Linked DNA regions of Sus scrofa: region 2 is linked to region 1. A link is a contact called in public Hi-C data. All regions are on one chromosome and are shown on one strand. Each heading gives the region's core, a stretch centred on a gene start, on an enhancer-like site or on the middle of the called end of the contact. The rest is flanking DNA. Distances are from core to core; before and after follow the strand shown.

The links. A called contact is a pair of places that touch in the nucleus more often than the background predicts.
Region 2: a contact with region 1 is called in a Hi-C map of embryonic fibroblasts, with 12 times the contacts expected there. The contact joins the promoter of EEF2K here to the promoter of POLR3E in region 1. A contact is called at or near these places in 4 of 5 promoter capture datasets (fetal liver, fetal skeletal muscle and liver), 36 of 47 Hi-C or Micro-C datasets (adipocytes, adipose tissue, alveolar macrophages and 19 more) and 2 of 2 datasets of contacts at active chromatin or transcription factors (alveolar macrophages and skeletal muscle).

The regions. Positions count from the first base shown.
Region 1 is chr3:23,876,867-23,883,997 of Sscrofa11.1, reverse strand. POLR3E (DNA-directed RNA polymerase III subunit RPC5) reads left to right here and starts at 3,367. Exons shown (of 21, transcript XM_021086481.1): 1 at 3,367-3,517. It overlaps TRNAL-AAG (a tRNA gene), which reads left to right and starts at 3,136; the gene lies at 3,136-3,217.
Region 2 is chr3:23,976,648-23,983,778 of Sscrofa11.1, reverse strand. EEF2K (eukaryotic elongation factor 2 kinase) reads left to right here and starts at 3,548. Exons shown (of 19, transcript XM_003124551.6): 1 at 3,548-3,899.

The sequences.
Region 1 (7,131 bases), core at 2,118-4,617:
AAAATGTATTACAATCTTTTTGCAAATGTAAATAAAGCCTCAGGGAGGGTAGTTCTAGGGTCCATACTTGGTTAGGGGCATGTTCTTTAATGTACTTTTTATTACCGTATCCACCTACAAGGAGTAAACTGCACAATCTCAAGTGCAGAGCTTGTTGGATTTGAGAACATTTGCAGCACCCCAGAAATCTCCCTCAGCCCCCACCTCCCCCAGACGATACTCTTCTGACTTTTATTTTGGTAGAGACATTTTACAGGACAAGAGAATGATTAAATAATCATTGTTGAGAGAGAGAGAGAGGGAGAGAAAATGTCCTATTACCATTCACTACCTCCTTGACCGATAACCGGCAGTCAGCTGGGTGGGCGGAAAATTAGTTTCCCAGTACAAATCTCAATGCCAATAAATTTCCGAAGAAAAATGGTTAAGCCTTTTTTTCAGGAATGTTAAGTTCTTTCCAGAGGGAGATTCATGCAGGTACGGTGTGGTCTCAGACCAAGTTTGAGATGATTTTCCTTTTGCAGGAGCAAAGGAGTGAAGAGTGGAGGGGATCCAGGACTGAACCCCCATGTCCATCCGCACTGCCCACAGCTGGAGGCGGACGCCCTTCGGCCTAACAGGCCTCTAGAATGGGGATGGGGGACAAATGGACAGTGTTTGATCTGTGGTGCTTGCCCAGTCCCCTCCACCTGCCCCATTAGCCACACCAAGGGGCAGCCGATTGGACCCGCCAAGGGACAGTCAAGGATTCTCCCCCTACATAAAGCTGCTGGGACCCCGTGGGTCCAGGAGTTCTGATGCAATATTCTGCTTCTCCTGCTTACTAGTTTCACATCTGATTGTCACAAGACAGCTGGGTAATGGGGCTCCAGGTCTGCAAGAAATGTGCAAAAGGAGGCCCTGTGCTCTGCCTTCTAGGATCAGCCTGTATCCCCACAGGCTTCTGTTAAGCATTCGGTTGAGTACGTTTGGGTAGGCACAGAGCTGAATTGCTCCAGAATATTCTGGCAGAAATATCTTTAGCTGTATTTGAGCCATTATCATGCAATTGATGTTCTTTTTTTAAATTTAAACTTTATTTTTTGAGGGTCTTTGGTCCAATTGACCCAATAGCCTTAGCTTTAGCAGAAAAGAGGACTTCATTACCATGATAAAGGGATGTCTCTGAAGAACATGAAATCTCCTGGGCTCTGGGAAGAATCTTGAGATGGGAGCCACAACACCATCAGGATTTCTCTATGATCCTCTGCTCTTCTTCTCATTTTTATCATTCTTTTTACGTACACTGGCTTCCTCTGTTTCTCTAGTCCATCTCACAGAATACGGCCACCCCAACTCCCACTTTCTCCCTAGTTCCAGTCAATCTCAGAGACTAACTCCAACCCTTAACACAGTCAAAATAAATCAGGAACTCATCTTGTCTCAGTTCAGATTGAGAATCTGAATGACCCAACCCCCGTCCAATATTTACCATTGAGCCCCTGGGACATGGTGTGGAAGAAGGGACCAGAGCACAAAGGTGGCTGCCTGGGGACCGACTTTGGATAGACTCTGGGCTGGTCAGGCAATTCCTGGAAAAGAGGGATCAGGCAGAGATTCCCCCAATTGTCCTCCTTTTGGAAAACCCAGCGCACAAGTGAAAAACAAATACAGTCTCTCCTGATACTATAACATTCTGCCTGGATCAATGTTTTCCTTGATCTCAAGGACTATTCCTCATTTAGCTTTGATCCCTGCTCTGCTCTTTGTGCCTGCTCTGGTCTAGATAGATGGCTTTTTCTGTATTTTTTAAAAGATTCCTTTAACAAACTCTCCCAGGACAATGAAATCTTTGCATATCAATACTTAACATGAAGGGAGGAAAAAAAGGGTTGAAGAGGAACTGAAGAGAAGGAGGAATATGAACTGCCCAAATATTAGGGTGTGTGCCAACTGGATATTTACCAGAAACTTGAATTTAACAACTTAATATAAACAACGTAAATTCCATATTCATAGCATGGAATAAATTAGATCTACATCTGTCAAAAATAAATAGAAAAAACATAACTAGAGTAGAAAAGCAAGTGGCAGAATGATATAAGTACAATATAGTAAGGTTTACATAAATGAAAAGCAAAAAATCATAGTATATATTGTTCCTGGGTATATGTACACAGGGGTGGACAGGTGGATAGAAAAGTATGAGAAGTGGACTGGAAGGATACGCATCAAATTCATGACATTTGGGAAGAGGCTTTTATTTTTATTTGTAATAGTCCATTTTTATTTGTAATGGTCTAATATTTTTAATGGATTTTTTAAAGGACAACATATTCGTACTTTTAATAACAAAAGCATATAGGTAGGGAAAAAAGTATACATAGGAAAAAAATTGAAAGTGAAATGCCACAACGTTAGGTGGTGGGTGTATGGATAATTGTTTTTTCTTTGCGCTTTTTCTGTATTTTTAAATATCTATATATGTATCAACCTGGATAGATATTTAAGAAACATAGTGGGGTGAAAAAAGTCAGCTGCAGATAATCATAGTATAATAATATTTATATTCATGTAAAAATCCACAATGATAAAAACGAAACACTCTCCATGGATATATCTATCCATATGAATATATCCGTATATATCCATATAAATTCACAGCAAAAGATCCAGAAGGATACACAGTGTACTAAGTGGAGGGACTTCAATGGGGGACAAAGGTAAAAGAACATTGGTACTTCGTCTGAAAAATTTTAATATTTTGCAATAACCCACATAAAACTTGTGTAACTAAAAATGAAAACACCTGAGCTTTTAGAGAAAACGGCCCACTCGAAAATCCCCCTGGTTTGGCTTTTGGAGCCCCTGGCGCAGGTTACTGCTGAAGTCCATGATGTCTTCCGTGTGGGTTAATTTAGGGTCTCCGGGTTTAATGCCCACTAAGAATACAGATTCTTAAACTGCTTTTCATTCTAAGATCGGTTCGGAACAAGACTGGTCTAAATATTAGAGGAAATATTTTATTTTCTGTACCTGGTATATTCTAAATAGTTCTATTAAGATGAAGTAAAGCACTTAAGCGGAAGAAGAAACGTACACGCAAATGCACATAAACGTATGAAGTAGTTTTCTGGAAGGCACTTTGCATAACCGGGTAGCGTGGCCGAGCGGTCTAAGGCGCTGGATTAAGGCTCCAGTCTCTTCGGGGGCGTGGGTTCGAATCCCACCGCTGCCAAGGTCAATCTTTTGACGGTTTGCAGCTGTTTTGCGCCAGCATCAGCGCCCCCTGCTGCCGGGAAGGGCTGGCTCACCTCATGAATGGAGCGGCGGAGGGGGGCGGGTCCGCGTGCGCCGGGGCGGGGCATTGTGGGTAAAAGGAAGCGCGAGGGCTGGCCCTGCTCCCCCCACGTGTCCGCCCGAGTTTCTCCACCGGCAACATGGCCGCTGCCTGAGAGAAGAGCCGGGCCGCCGCCGCCTCTGCAGCCCGCGGGTACCTGGGCCGTTGCAGCCGCCCGCCTGCGGGCCCCGCGGAGAGGTGAGTGCCGAGTGGGCTGCGCCTGCCCGGGCTGGAGCCGGGCCGCACTCAGGAGGTGGGCCTGGGCTGGGCTGCGGAGTAGGCCGGGAGGCCCGCGCCGCGCGGTGCCCAGAGGCCGGGGGCCGCTCGGGACTCGGTGGGGGAAGGACGGGCAACCTGCCTCAGTCGACCTGGGCCGGCCGCGGGCTTCGACCTCGGCTGGGCCCGGTGGTTGGTGAGGCCGCGGCCGAGGCTGCCGGCGGTGACTCAGGGGCCAGCCGCCTTGCCCCGCCCGGCTCAGGCGGGCCTCCTTATGGGAGCACCTGTCCGAAGGCAGCCGGTGACCTGCCGGCGTGGCGGCTCGTAGCGATGGCTGCGTGGTGGGCGTGAGAAGGGGGCCTGACCACCCGCGAGGGAGGCGAAACCCATTGGACAGTGTGGCTCGGGGCCGGCGGCCCGCCCTGATGGGCAGGGGGAGGATACCCAGGCCCTCTCCTGGCTGCTGAACCAGAGCAGCCTCCGCGCGGCCAGGCCCGGATTTCTTCATTCATTTATTCCAGCCACCACTCAGGGCTAATTGAAAACCAACTACGGGCGGCTGATACAGCCCTGACCATTTGGTCGGAAGAGGTGTCAGTAAGCACGTCAAGTAAACCAGTAAATAAATAAACAAGGTCGCTCTGTTGTGTTAGCTTTAGAATCGTTGGGGCTTGGGGGCAGAAAGAGCTCTTAGCAAGCTTCACAATTTCTTTATCTGTGAAATGGGGATAACAGAATTCCCCACCTCATAGGGTTGTGGTGAGGACTAAGTAGGGTAAGGCGGGAGAAGCCCCAGCTTACAGCATTTTGATTCCTGGCTAGATCTCCTACCCTTTTATATTGGAAGAAAATGTGCCAAGTTGTAACAAACCTGTCCTTGGCTTACATTTATACCTTATTTAACCCTCACCACAGTCCTCTGAGGTCGGTACTTTTGTTATCCCCATTTTAGGGATGAAAATAACGAGCAGTCCTAAGATCAAACAGCTCCAGGTGGGACAAGGGTAGCGAGCAGCAGACCTGGGATTTGAACTTACAGAGTTCTGCCTCAGAGTCCATGCTCTTACCCACCGTACTATCCTGCTTTTTGTTAAAGATGCCTGCAGCATAGTAGTTAAGAACCAGAATAAGGATCTTTTGCCATCAGCTAGACCTAGGTTTGTGTCCTAGCTCTGCCGTTCTCCAGCACTGTGACCCTGGGGTAAGTTAACACTCTGAACTTTGTTTTCTGCTTTCTTAATTGGAGATGGTAAATCTTGATTTAAAGGGCTATTGAGCAGAGAAATGGGAATATGTATTTTAAGTTCTTGGAGAAGGGAGGGTCTGACTCTAGTTTTAAGAGGTAATTCTTCTAGCCCCTAGGCTATCCTTCCCTTGAATGGAAGTGGAAAGGGATGACCCAAAGAGGGGGGGAACGTGTGGAGGGGCACACAGCCAATAAGAACCCGGACCTTGAGACTATTTGCCCAGGGGCCTTTCCCCTTAACTCCGAAGCATCTTGTCCTCACCCTATCTCACTCCCTCTAGGAGCTGGAGATTATTTGCAGTCCCCTCTGCTTTTCAGTTTGGTGGACAGCATAGATGGATGCAGCTGGCTGGGGCCTTCAGGCTGCTCCTCTGCTCTGAACACCTCCTTAGCTCACCTGGCATTCTTGTCCCCTTTCCATTTGTCGAGCAAAACCCCTGATGGGGTCTGTTTTCTGTGCCCAGCACCATGGAGCCACAGCCACAGTGTCCCCTTGTGGCCACAAGTCACCCTGTGGAGGCCCAGGGGTTCACTCACTCCTGCTAGGGAAGCTTAGCTTGTGGTGGCCTGGGAGGACAGGCTACACCCCTATCCTCATGTGTCCAGGAGACCCAAGCCATGAGGCCACTAGTCTCTCAGTGGGGCTGAGCTAGACTCACTGGGTACAGGGTCTGTAGCTGCCTGACGTATGCGTTTTGTGTACTGTATTGAGTGATAATTTTATGCCAGGTCCTGTTCTACATATTGGGAGATCAGCATGAATTTTTTTAAAAAGATAGTAATCCCTCTATCAACTCAGCTTCAACTTTTGTGGTTGAAGCCCTGAGAGGCTGTCATGGAGCTTACATTCTAATGCAGAAGATAGACAACTCAGAAGCAAATAGACTAGGTTTTTCCAGATGGTGATAAGAACCTGAATGTGGTCGTGACTGGAAACAGTTACAGGGCGGAGGTGCTGTTTAAGGTGGATAGTCGGAGAACCTCTCTGCTCCTGGAGGGGCTGGGTGATGGTATCTAATGAAAAGAGGTCAGCCTTGAAAGGAGGAAAATAGACGAGGTGCAAAGGTCCTGGGGCAGACTTGGGCTTAGCCTCACATGAGACCTTGAGGCCACGGAAAGGAATTTGGATTTTATTCTATGTGATAGTTGAAGGGCTTTGAGTAGAGAAATGATGTGATTGCTTTTTCTGCAAGACGACTCTGGCTGTTTCTGGGAGGATTGGAGGCAGGAAAGACTAGTTGGAGCAGTACTTTTTAAATTGCAGTTCCAGATTTATTAGTGGCATGTGAAATCAACTTAGAGGGATTGTAACCGGTATTTTTAATTTTAATGACTGAGGGTAAAAACCATCGCTTCAGAGTTCCTGTTGTGGCTCAGCGGATTAAGAACCCGACGTAGGATCCATGACGGTGTGGGTTCGATTCCTGGCCTTGCTCAGTGGGTTAAGGATCCCGTGTTGTCGTCAGCTGTGGGATAGGTCACAGATGTGGCTCGATTTCTGGCATTGCTGTGGCTATGGCCTAAGCCAGGCAGCTGTGGCCCTGGTTTGACCCCTAGCCCAGGAACTTCCATATGCTGCAGATGTGGCCCTGAAAAAAAGAAAAGAAAAAAAAATCATGGCATTAGGTACAAAAGCGATAATTGATGGCTATTTGAAATTTTGTTTTAGTTAGGTAATTGTGCTCTAGGTCATTTATATGAAATGGATCTTTTCTTTTTCCTTTTTTTGGCCCCACCTGTGGCATATGGAATTTCACCTTGATCCTTAACCCACTGTGCCAGGCCAGGGACCCAGCCTGCGCTGTCATAGAGACAACAGTCAGAACCTTAACCCACTGCACCACAGCGGGAACTCCTGAAATGGATTTCCTTACCTGGGTCTTAGGCTGAAAAGTTTGCAAGCCCCTGAGTTGGATGATGTTGGCTGGGAGGGTGAAGGGAGGTGATGGCCGCTGTGTTCACCTATTCAGATGTTTTATCAGGAGGAGGAGGCGCACCCTCCTCCCTGAGCTCCCCCTGGACTGAGGAGAGGCCAGTAGAGAGAGAGCTGAGAAAGCCAGTCTCTCAGGAAAGACTGTGTCTTAGGATCCTCCTAGGCCACACCCTCTTCGTACCTATGGGCTGGTCCTTGGCTCACCTGGGAGTCCCCAGTCTTTCAGTTGTCCACAGAGCCAGCTGTGAAGAAGGCAGGTCCTTCTCCTACATTTATGGTCCTTGGCAGCCTGGGCAGGTGCCTCAGGGTCTTGGGCTGTCCGGCTAGTAGCAGGCTGCCAAAAACTGCTGATCTGGGGGCTTGTGCTTTTCAACCAGTCTCCTAATCCCTGGCTGTTGAGTAGCCTGCTTCCCTCTG
Region 2 (7,131 bases), core at 2,299-4,798, 100 kb before region 1:
AGAAGCAAGACCAGGAGTGCATTGCTCCAGCCAGCAGGCTTGTTTGCCTGCAGGCTTCTGCATTAGCCCTGACCCAGCTTCTGCAGCAATGTATGCCTGTACGGGTGAGGCTGGAAGGGAAGTTCCCTTGAAAAAGCCAGGCCCAGCCAGGCAAGGGTGGGGACACCACAGGAGCCAGGGCAACTAGGCTCTGTTTGGGTTTTATTTTTTTTTTTAACTGAGCGTTAAAAATAACTTTTGCTAAAGTCATATCTGTTTTTGCTGAGACTCTAAGCTAAGAAAGCAAAGCACAAATTAGAAAATAAAACCACCTTTCATTTCTCTACCCAGTGAAACTCTGACAATGCTTTGGTCAAAGAAAGTGCTTTTTCGGATGGCCAAAAAAACACATGAAAAGATGCTCAGCATCATTAATTATTAGAGACATGCAAGTCAAAACCACAAAGAAGTATCACCTCGCACCAGTCAGAGTGGCCATCAACAGAAAGTCCCCAAACAGTAAATGCAGGAGACGGGGTAGAGAAAACTACACTGTTGGTGGGAATGTAAATTGGTACAACCACCATGGAGGTTCCTTAAAAGACAGAATATAGGAATTCTTGTCATGGCGCAGTGGTTAAGGAATCCGACTGGGAACCAGGAAGGTGCAGGTTCGATCCTGGGCCTCCCTCAGTACATGAAGGATGTGGTGTAGGTTACAGATATGGCTCAGATCCAGCATGGTTACAGCTCCAATTCCACCCCTAGCCTGGGCGCCTCCACATGCTGTGGGTGTATGGTGCAATTTTGACTCTTGCCAAAAAGCCAGAGGAGTTTTCTCAAGGTAAGTAAAGGAGCCAACAGTTCAAACCAGAATGATATATGTCTTTCAGGTCTTGTGTTTTCAGAAACTTGTAGCATAGACGCCAAAGGGTAAAACACTCAGCCATGGGTCTCAGGACCATTCCTTTTTTTTCTTTCTTTCTTTCTTCTTTTTTTTTTTTTTTTTTCATTCCCCTCATCACCTTGTGAAATGCTACCTCTCTGTCACCCGTTCTCCAAGCCTCATAAACTTGAACCTAGTCCCTGCAGAGGCCCTGGCTGCTGGTAAACTGAAGAACTTCACTCTCCCAGTGGGACCTGCATTTTTAGGGTCCACAAAAACGGAAGAGGCAAGGCTTAGGGACAGGACGCTGGAGGGGTCCGTATATACCTGGACCTGGGTCCAATCCTGGTTCTGCCACTTACTAACTCTGTTACCTTGGGAGGGTCACTCACCCTGTCTCCCGCCTCCTTGTGTACAAAGTGGGCAAAATAAGAGGGTCGTGATGAGAATTAAAAGAGAGAAGGTCTGTAAAGTGGTTACCACTGTGCCTGACACAAAGTGAATGGCCTGTAAATATCAGCTCTTATGACAACCCCAAAAAGGTGCATCAAAGCAGGCGTTACAAATGACAGGTGGCCCTTGACAACAGAAACATGTTTACAAGCTAGTGTTCAGGGAAAGCAAGGAGCAATAGATAAGAGTCTACTCTTGTTAGGAAAATGTAAATAGCCTACATGGATACCTAGATAGCAGCTCTGTCTCTGGCCTGCCCACACTTGTTTCTCTGTGTCTGCCTGGGACTCACCTGAACACTCAGCACTCCCTCCAGTTCCATGGGAGAATTTGGTCACACCATTCCAGGCTTTGACCAAAGAACTCTTTGGGGTGTAGGGAGGGGGCTATGTCTCACATCCCACCACAAACTGTTTAAACAGCCCCCACAAGCCATCACCCAACTGGGAGCTTTTCCCCATCCTTCTCAAATCACCTGGCTGCTTCCGCATGGGGCCGTCCCTCCATCCTACCTGCAGGAGAAGAGGGGGGGTCCTTCAAATTTCTCTCTCTCTCTCTTTTTTTAACCCCAAACCAGCAGGAGCCCTGAAATAAAGATGCCCTTTACCAAGAAGAGCCACCTTGGACATCTGCTGGGCAAATGTATCTCTAAAGCCTCATTTTTAAAAATCATTTTTATTTTTTCCATTGTAGTTGGTTTACAGTGTTCTGTCAATTTTCTACTGTACAGCAAAGCGACCCAGTCACATACACACACACGTATATTCTTTTTCTTACATTATCCTCCATCATGTCCATCACAAGTGACTAGATATAGTTCTCTGTGCTACACAGCAAGATCTCATTGCTTATCCCCTCCAAATGCAGTAGTTTGCATCTATGAACCCCAAGCTCCCAGTCCATCCCACTCCCTCCCCCACCTTGGTAACCACAAGTCTGTTCTCCAAGTCCATGCATTTCTTTTCTGTGACAAGCTTCATTTGTGCCGTATATTAGATTCCAGATATAAGCGACATCCTACGGTATTTGTTAAAGCCTCATTTTTATGATCTGTAGAGTAAAGCTAGTGAGACCTACCTCTAGGGTTGGTGTGAAGAGGAATGAGATAAATCACTCGATAAACATCACTGTTACTTTTATTTCTAAGAGTTGTGAAATTTCTAAAATTTCCCTAGAAGGTTTATCTGGAAGAATATCCATGTGTGCACAGTAGTTATCATTCGTTTTATTGCCTTTTCTTCTTTATAACTTTTCATATCTATTCATTCATATCACAGGCATTTATTAAGCACTTACTATGTGCCAGGCCATGTGCTAACAGGAATACAGACAGCAATGTACTAGGCAGGTCAGGGACCTCTAGAGATGATATTAAACAATTATACACATTCCTACTGTATAGCATAGAGAATTGTATCCAGTCTCTTGAGATAGACACCATGGAAGATGATATAAGAGACAGAATGTATGTACATGTGTGACTGGGTTGCTTTGCTGTACAGCAGAAATTGGCACAACATTATAAATTGAAAACATTTAAAAGTTAGTGTTCCTGACGTGGCGCCCCGGAAACAAATCCAACTAGGAACCATGAGGTGGCAGGTTTGATCCCTGGCTCACTCAGTGGGTTAAGGATCTGGCATTGCCGTGAGCTGTGGTGTAGGTCGCAGACGTGGCTCAGATCCAGCGATGCTGTGGCTGTGGCGTGGGCCAGCAGCCTTAGCTCGGCTCAGAGGCCTAGCCTGGGAACCTCCATATGCCAGTGGGTGGGGCCCTAAAAAGACAAAAATAAAGAATAGAAAAATTATACACATGATTGCCGTAGTCATAAGCGCCTAAGTTTTTACGAAGCAGAAATCCGGGGTGGGATGGGGGGGCGATCCATTCTTGATAAAAATATTTTAAGGTTATGCTTAGAGAAGTACCAACGACGACATGCGATCACTCTTTGGAAAGGACTTGAATACAGAACGAGGCAGCCAGCTATGGAGGATGGTAAGGTGCGGTGCGCAAGGGAGGAGTTGGCTGTCCCTTGGCGGGTCAGTGCCAGGCCCTCCCCACCCGATGGGCCCTGAAGCCGTATACTCAGCAGGCTGGGGAGCTGGGGACGGAGCGCCGGCAGGTCCACGCGGCGGCTGCAAAAGCGGTGACGGCCACGGGAGGGCGGCCACGTGAACGATGCACCGAGTGCCCGCCCGGCCGTGGCCCCGCCCCTGCCTGCCTCCTCCTACCCAAGCCCCAGCTCCAGCTCGGCTCCAGTGGGGATCCGCCGCCCGCACACCCAGCGCTGCAGCCGCCCCAGCTCCGCAGACAGTGGTCTGCGCCCGCGCCCTTGGAACGCGCCCCCAGCACACGGGATCCTTCCAGCAGCCCCGCGTGCCCCCTTGCGCCCCGGGATCGGTCCGGCGGCCGCAGCTGCCTCCTTGGAGCGCCCGCCTGCGCGCCCGGCTCTCCGCTCCCCGGCGCTCTCGGGGGGCCCGCCCGCCCTGCACCCTGGAGCACCGGGCCACGAGCTTCTGCCAGCTCCTCTGGATCCTCGCGGCCGTGAGCAGCGGCTGCCTCGCCTGTCCGCCCGGAGCAGGTAGGTGGGGTGGCGGTTGGCTCTGAGAGCCGGGATCGGGCGCTGCAAACAGGCTGGGGCTTAAAAGTGAGGACCCAGGCGGAAGGGACGGGTGAGGGTTAGGCTCTTCGGGGCTCAGTGTTTGCTTCTGTAAAATGGGGCCGTCGTGCAGATTCACGGCAGTGACTATAGGAAAACTACTCGGCACGTGATGGTGTGGGAGAGGCAGCTTGGGGGCCGCCAGCCGGGGCGCCTCGGGGCCCGCAGAGGGTGGGGACAGCCCTGCCTTCCTTCCCCTGCAGGGCCCAGAGCCACGTCCCCTTCCCCGGCCCCCGAACAAGAGGCCCTAATTCCCAGAACCCCGAGGACAGTGTAGACGCGCCCTTGCTGCATTGTTGGCTGCGGGAGTTCGGGTGTTGGCAGTCTCCGGGGACGTGTGCGCCAAGAGACTGGGCATTAATATGCGGGCGGCGACGCGGGGGCGGGAGCCTACCGGGTGAGTCCCGGCCTAGATCCGCTCCGCGGGCCTGGGGGAACGCGGGGAACCAGCCTGGTTGTCCGGCTAGTGAGAGGGAGGGGGGCTGCTCCGTCTGCCCCGTGGGGACGCGGTGTGAGAGCCTGACTTCTGGGACCTCCACCCTGGAAGCTGCCTGCCTTGGGGCCCATCAGCCAGGACATTGTCCACCCCCTCTGATTTTACGGAGGAGGAACTTGAGGCTCAGAATGAGCCAAGGGCAGATACCCGGAACTGTGGGAATATAGAGCGAGCAGGTGAGAGCGGAGAGCAAACGCTGTGTGTGTGTGTGTTGGGGGGAAGGTTATTGGGCAAGACTTCCTGAAGAAAGTGATGCTTGAGCTGAGCTGGAAAGGATGCCAGTGGGAGGAGGAAGGGTATAGGGGTGGAGTTGTGCAGGTGTCTTCTCCCTCTGTGGGCTCCACAACACCTCACATTCATTCTTTTGGCTCACGTGTGTATTCAACAAATATATTGCTTGATGACGGGAATTCAGGTGTAACATGGTTGGGATTGCCGCCTCCCTTTCCTCTCAAGTTCTTTGATGTTGCGTTTTTTTGTTTGTTTGTTTGGTTTTTTTTTTTTTTTTTTTTTTTTTTTTTGTCTTTTTACGGCCACACCAGCCGGCATATGGAGGTTCCCAGGCTAGGAGTCTAATCGGAGCTGTAGCCGCCAGCCTAAAGCCACAGCAAAGCCAGATCCCAGGTGTGTCTGCAGTCTACACCACAGTTCACAGCAACACCGGATCCTTAACCCACTGAGTGAGGCCGGGGATTGAACCTACCACCTCATGGTTCCTAGTCAGATTTGTTTCCGCTGCACCGCGATGGGAACTCCTCGTGTTCTTCCTAAAGACAGGGTGTAGGCTGGGGTCCCAAGTTCTTATCTTTTGCAGGGTGTGGGGAGGCAGGAAGTAGGGGCCTGATGATCACTTGAAATAGTCTCAGTTTGCATGTGATGCTTTGTGTACATTCTGTGCTTGGAAGTTTTGTTTTTGTGTGTGTGTGCTTTTTTGATTAAGGCTAATTAAGGATGTGTCATTGAAATGATTTTAAAACTTTTTTTTTTGCTTTTTAGAGCTGTACTCGGGGCATATGGAAGTTTCCAGGCTAGGGGTCGAATTGGAGTTACAGCTGCCAGCCTACACCTCAGCCACAGCAACCTGGGTTCTGAGCTGTGTCTCTGACCTACCCCACAGCTCAGGGCAGCGCCGGATCCTCAGCCCACTGAGCGAGACTAGGGATCAAACCCCCATCTCATGCATACTAGTCAGATTGGTTTCCGCTGCACCACAATGGGACCTCCATAAAACATTTTTTAAAGTATTATGTGACAGAGATGGCTCTTGGTCACCAACACCTGTGTCCTCTTCTCCTGGGGTGTCACCCAGATGGATTCCCAGGCTCTCTTCCAGTTGGGTGGGCCTGAACTGAGTTTTGGCTGATGGAATGTGAGCAGACATGGTGGGTGCCCCTCTCAAGCCCAGACCCTAAAAACCTGCCCCTCTTTTCCCATTGACCCACAGAGATTAGAGGACTTAGGGCCTGGAGAAGGACAGAGCCCCGAGCTGGAAGGAGCCTGGGCCCCTGCATAACTGGAGCAGAGCTTCCTCTTTCCCCTCTGCGCTGGTCTGTGGCTGTCTCCTGATGAGAATGGGGCTCTGGAGCTGTTTGGAAGGTCCGGGGTGAGAGGGGCTTATTGGTTCCGGCCTGCCGCTCGGGGTGATCAGGCTGGGCTGTTCCACAGGGTGGCAGGGTGACTTTAGACCATTTTTCTTCCACTGGTCACATCTCCCAAAGACGTCTTGTCCAGTCTTTGGCGGGATGGGCAGACACTAAGAGCAGTGTGGAAGACAGCTGAAGGTCACTAGCAGAAACTTGGATTTGTTCAAGCTCATTCTCTAGGATTTACTCTTTCTTGGTCCGATTCTTTAAGCTGATACAGAAAAAGCTGATGATCAGGCCTATATTCAAAGGAATAGTGGCTGGCTGGGCTGATGGAAAAATAAAAACTTTGGGGAGTTCCTGTTGTGGCTCAGTGGTTAACGAACCCGACTAGGATCCATGAGGACGCGGGTTCGATCCCTGGCCTCGCTCCGTGGGTTAAGGATCCGGTGTTGCAGTGAGCTGTGGTGCAGACGTGGCATCGCAGACACGCCCCGGATCTGGGGTTGCTGTGGCTGTGGTGTAGGCTGGCAGCTGTAGCTCCAATTGACCCCTAGCCTGGGCCCTCCATATGCTGTGGGTGGGACCCTAAAAAGCAAATAAGTAAATAAATATAAGAAAAAGTAAAAAGTTTTGTGTTGGGGAAATCAGTTCTGTGGCCCAAGAACTGAGAATGTTCTAGAATACAGTGGGATAGTGATGGATACGAGGTAAAAGCAGCTTGGGCCTTAGTATGTTGCTGGATTAAACTCTTGCAGCCCAGGCTGATGGGCACAAGCAAGAAGGCTTCAAACAAAGGAAGGGGAGTCGCTGTCATGGCTCAGCAGTTAATAGTATCTATGAGGACGCGGGTTCGATCCCTGGCCTCGCTCAGTGGGTTAAGGATCCGGTATTGCTGTGAGCTATGGTATGGGTCACAGACACGGCTCAGATCCTGTGTTGCTGTGGCTAGGGTGTAGGATGGTGGCTACAGCTCTGATTTGACCCCTAGCCTGGTAACCTCCATATGCCATGGGTGTGGCCCTAAAAAGTGAGTTACTAATAGGCTGATGGTAAAGCAGAAGGTGACCGTCTC